2 separate regions of the Nothobranchius furzeri genome follow, and region 2 is linked to region 1. The links are chromatin contacts, called in public Micro-C maps. All regions are on one chromosome and are shown on one strand. Each heading gives the region's core, a stretch centred on a gene start, on an enhancer-like site or on the middle of the called end of the contact. The rest is flanking DNA. Distances are from core to core; before and after follow the strand shown. Region 1 overlaps tbx3a (T-box transcription factor 3a). Region 2 has its middle 160 kb from the start of LOC139070420.

Region 1 (2,720 bases), core at 13-2,512:
TATGCTATTAAAAAACTAACTGTAAACATGTTAATGAACAGAAATTATAATTAAAGATTGTCTTAATGCATGTAGAAAAATAAACAGCCATAATTTTATTATTATTAACACATTTTTATCCTCAAAATATTCCTGAATTTAAAGCTTATTAATAACTACCCAGTGGTTTACTCTGTAGCATCTAGCAACCCTTTAGTTGCATACTGCAATTTTTGCAAACAAAATGAACAAATGTATTTTTTGTTCCACCCATTTTTATTGTTGTTGCATGCTTAGAAATAAAAACCCAGCACAGTTTGTGCCTGTAAACGGATCCCAGATGGACACACCATAAAACAGTGTGAAGCATCCAAACAACCCTTAATGTTGCATAAATCTGCAGCTTGAATGACGTCACATAATGCTCCTGCAGTTATTGATTCAACAGACTTATTTGAGGTGAGTGGCAGGATGCAGGGTGTTTATTTATCATACGTTTAGAATATGAGCCACTAGGTGGCGCAAGTGGCCCTTAAAATATAAAGAAACATGTTTAAAAGCCACCAAATGTTTAACATTAAAACAATGAGCAAGCTGTTTACAAAATGAACTGCTATAATTTTAGAATTACATGTTTTCTTTTTTTGAGAGCTAGGCTTAAGTTAGGAGCTGCGTTAATATGCAAAAGTACAGTTTTATAATTCACTAACATTCTGAGACACGGGTGGTTTTTAGTCCACACTTCAAAGCATTTCATTTGTCGTGTTTCATCTTCATGATTTGTCTTTGATTCATCTAGTTTATTATGGTCCATGCTTGGTTCTGTACAGTAACACCAGATAAAAGGCTAATAAACATTAATTATAGGGGTGAAGAATACAAATATCACTGCTGGGCAAAATAATGATGTAGAACGACAAGCACACGGTCTCATTTAACATAATTTCACTCGTTTTCAAGTGATGCATTTGCAATAGTAGACTTTTTTTTTTAAATATTTTGAGTTACGGAAAGACCCAACTGTTATTGTAGCACGACCCAAGGTGATGTTCAACCCCCAACTTTGGAACCTCTGATGTAAAAGCGAGCAGAATCATGAGGATGAACGTAAATAATCATGTTTGCTGACTATATTTGCCATCGGAACCTATATTATCCACCATATCTTATTAATTTCCAGACAGACCAAGTCAAACATCTTTATCATGTAAACCCGTGACCCCCCCGCCCCTTGTCTTTAGCTCTGGGCGCTGCCGCCGCTGGGGGGCGTCGCATCCAGGTACGATTACAGACGCATTGTCGCCTTCCGTGGAATAAAACGGAGAGATATGCTCATGGAAGGCGCCAGGTGAGCAATAAGAAGGCCTATTGATACGGTTCCTATCGTGTTTGCACCTTTTCACAGCGCCAGGCCCGCTACACATTAACCAGACATTACACAAATAAAGATACGCTGCTGATAAACTCAGGACTGAGGTGCAACAAGAGAGAAGGACCAGAGAAAGCCTTCTCACTTCTGAAATCAGCGCTCTCAGATGCACGACAGGCTTTATTTTTTTTTCTAATCTGTGTTTTTCTGTTCTGGAACCCGGATTTTCGGCTGATTTGTGTTCCCGTTGAGAGAAGAAAGCCTCAGCTTATCCTTTTATTATAAAAAAAAACTGCTACAATATAATGTTTTCGATGGAAAACGTGTTGATTTGTGAATAAATGAAGCGATAAGAAGCTCATGGGATTTTAGAAAATTCAGGGTGGTTTTAGAAATTTTAAACAGTCATATTTGAATCCCAAATCTATTAAATCTTTATGAATTATAAGATATATGCAAACTTTAAACGACAAACATTTTGTGATTTGCATTATAATATAAAAAACAAAAAGGTACATTTTCTGTAATCTTTCTCTTCAGTATTAATCAACTGAATTCGGGGGTAAAAACCTGGGTGAGTCAACCCATGAGCTCCCCATAATTAATCCCCAGTAAATACATTTGATGTAAAAAAAATAAAAATAAAAAACGATTCACATACATGAGAAGCAGCATTTCAATGTTTTATTGAAATTTTTCAAGAACACAATGCCGATGTTGTAAACTAGACAGAACTCCAATACAACAGAACCCACAGACAACTTAAGAAACACGCAGAAAAATAAAGGAACCTTCATATTTTCGATTATGCGGCACTTTAACAATTAAGTTCGCAACATATTTTAAAACAGGTAAAACGTTTTTTCACACTTCAACACTTCTCAAAAAATAAAAATAAAAACAAAAATAAAAACAGAATGAAAAGAGTTGTTTTCTTTTTATTTTCAAGCCATGGGTGCAGCAGTGCGTTTGTCTCTTTTCCATTTCAAACAGTAGCACTTCTCACACAGGGACGAGTGAAAATACAATGGCACGTGAGGGTGAATATCTGCGGATATCTGAGGAGAATTTATCCGTAATTTGATGAGAATATAAACAAACAAACAAACAAACAAAAAAAAGAGGGTAATAGTCCACAGATCTTTACACAAGTATATCGAGAATAAATTAAGAACAAATCCCTAAAAACAAACTACTCCGTCGTATTTACACGCAATAACAATATGAAATAATTACATAAATACTTTTATATATTCATATTTACACGATGATCAATGCTACCTCTCGTTTTCTTTCCATGTTTTCTCTCAACGTTTAACTTTCTGCTTCCCTTTGCCTGTTTGGGTGAAATTACGCATGCTTATAGTTTCGT
Region 2 (2,700 bases), core at 153-2,652, 270 kb after region 1:
GGGTCTTACTCAAACACAAAAATACCGCTTGCTCACAATGCTTTAGGTATGTACTGCTCCCTATTGCCACAGTCACTTTAAAGGACAAGGAGGATTAAACAATTTTTAATGCCTTATTTCAAGCTTCCAGATCTTAAAATAGTCTCTAATTCTTCCAAGTTACTTCCCAGAACATCTGCATTTTTTTTCCAAATAGGTCCAGCATTTGTCTCACAGGATGACATTGCAGTTAAATTTGGAGTTTGTTAATGCTAGGATGTGTTCTTCTGTGATCTGATACCCTTCAGGGCACAACATCCAAGTTTGTAACTGCTGTATGAAGTGGTTTAATCCTAAAAATCAAATGTTGCATGTATGATGAGAATCTGAGAATTAAAGTAATACTTCATGTATATTTTTAAAGTAAATGGGAAAACTACGGGAGATAAGCCTGTGGTCCGGGCCAGGATGGGAGACGTTTGTCACCGTGGTTACAGTAATGAGCTAAAACCTGAGGTTACTGTTTGTTGAATTACAGAGTCAAAGGTAAAACTGTCTAAATAACTGCTGCTGTCAAGTGAGGGCAACTGTCTTTTTTCACTTGTTCAAACCTTTTGTTGCTAGAATGAATTCTTATTTCAGTTTTGTTTTTTTTCTCTTTGCTGTGGTTCATCTTTGTGTTCCCAGATGTCTGTTTGCTGTCGCCGTAGATGTGCGGTGAACTCATTTACTCATATTACCTCATTTACCTCAATTAGATCACAGAAAACATCCATTTTTCCTTTAAACTGGCAAACAAAGCCTTAAAGACTTGTGAGAGAAGAACTTTTCCTAAATTTTAAAGATGAGAGAACAGAACCAGTGAATTAAACACTTCCTATTTGTGCAACCGGAGCCAGCTGCAGCCCTGAGAGTCATGAGAAAATGAAACAGAATTCAAATTCCAAAACGCCATCGGCCAGATCTCTCAACCCGGTGAAACATAAGAGTAATCAGATTTGAAGATGCTTTTTTTTAGGAGTCGAGGGGCTGTGCAATCTGTGCAAGAAAAGGAAGGTGGGGGGTGCGCCTGGTGATGACATGAGCTGAACAGATTGAACAAGGAGCACTTTTTTCCTGCACTGACGGACAGTTTCAAACAAGGCTGCTCTTTGAGGAGGGAGAGTGGAAGGTTAGTGTCTCATCCCAAGTTGTAACCCTCACCCCCAAGAGCAGATTGAAAACAAGACTGAGAAGGAAAATTAAGTTCTTTGTGGACCTCAGGATGCCTGATTCATGGCTCTGATTGTATGTTTTTTATTATTTTCGCATTGTTGAGTGTTCCTTTGTTTGCACAAGATTTCGCATGTTTTTTATGGTGTGCTTCTCACATCTTTGAGCCTGAGCTTGCCAACACATGCTGCTCATTTCTCTATTTGAGGGAGACACCCGTTGCTCATCCAGAGCAGGTATTTCCTCCCTGGAGGCAAGCAAACCAATAAAACAAAAAAACTAAATCCTAAACAAAATTGAGGGCAAACTGACACACTCTTCTGTGAGAAAAAACACCCCAACTGGGGTTACATTTGCACATAGCCACGCTCTTCTTCTCAGCCGTCTCTTGGCGCACCACCGACTGTTTGGCCGTGACGTATATATTTATCTGCAAAGGGCCTAATGAAACGTGAGATCCCTCATGAACGGGCCATGAAACAGTTGAGGGTATGATTCATCCATCAAAGGCAGAGCATGTTTAGACAGGAGAGTTCGCTACACCAATTATATTACTCTCATGCAAGACGATTTAGTTAAACATCAGGCTCACCCTAAAACCTTTGATCCATTTATTAGGGTTATTTTTGTTTGGACTTAAAGGCTCCATGAAAATTTGATAGTGATATAACATATATATATATATATATATATATATATATATATATATATATATATATATATATATATATATATGTGTGTGTGTGTGTGTGTGTGTGTATGTATATATATATATATATATATATGTGTGTGTGTGTGTGTGTATATATATATATATATATATATATATATATATATATATATATATATATGTGTGTGTGTGTATATATATATAAATATATATATATATATATATATATATATACATATACATATGTGTGTGTGTGTGTGTGTGTGTGTGTGTGTGTGTGTGTGTGTGTGTGTGTGTGTGTGTGTGTATATATAATGGGAAGTTTTGGTTAGTTTTAGCAGAGTCATTTTAGCAGAGTCATTTTATGCAAATTTTAGACTATCTGCCTTAATTGTTGGGCAGAGTTTTAAAAACTTTCAGGAGGTATTTTTCATTTCATGAAGGTATTTTCTCTCTGTAGTATAATGGTATTTGTTGATATCTTTGCATGACACACAGAGCCTGTCTGACTCCCGCTGATCACCATCTGAGAGCAGCAGCAGGAACTCGGGATATCAGCTGCCCGCTGGAAGCAGAAACCAGACAGTCTTCATGCGTCAGGGCGCAGCAGCACTTTTTTTTGCGCTGATTGGAGTTGCAAAGCTTCAGTGTGTGTGTGTGTGTGTGTGTGTGTGTGTGTGTGTGTGTGTGTGTGTGTGTGTGTGTGTGTGTGTGTGTGTGTGTGTGTGTGTGTGTGTGTGTGTGTGTGTGTGTGTGTGTCAGAGCCGTGCTGCAGGTAGAGATCATGCAGAGTGCAGCGTGTTCTCCTTTCTCAGAGGCGGCAGGCCTGAGTCCGGCTC

What was found. Hi-C and Micro-C count contacts between places; a contact is called where the count stands out from the background.
Region 2: a Micro-C map of tail fin shows a contact between it and region 1, with 6 times the contacts expected there. The contact joins two enhancer-like sites. A contact is called at or near these places in 2 of 2 Hi-C or Micro-C datasets (skeletal muscle and tail fin).

Annotation. Positions count from the first base shown.
Region 1 is chr6:53,856,174-53,858,893 of NfurGRZ-RIMD1, forward strand. It overlaps tbx3a (T-box transcription factor 3a), which reads right to left. Exons shown (of 7, transcript XM_054744356.2): 7 at 2,011-2,720. Among protein-coding and RNA genes, the nearest start is that of tbx3a, 8.4 kb to the right of the region's middle. Within about 2 kb of position 1,263, at least 1 of the 3 cell types and tissues checked has an H3K27ac peak or open chromatin away from gene starts, as enhancers often do. A contact at or near this core is called in tail fin, where this site is marked.
Region 2 is chr6:54,129,814-54,132,513 of NfurGRZ-RIMD1, forward strand. No RefSeq gene overlaps it. Among protein-coding and RNA genes, the nearest start is that of LOC139070420, 160 kb to the left of the region's middle. Within about 2 kb of position 1,403, at least 1 of the 3 cell types and tissues checked has an H3K27ac peak or open chromatin away from gene starts, as enhancers often do. A contact at or near this core is called in tail fin, where this site is marked.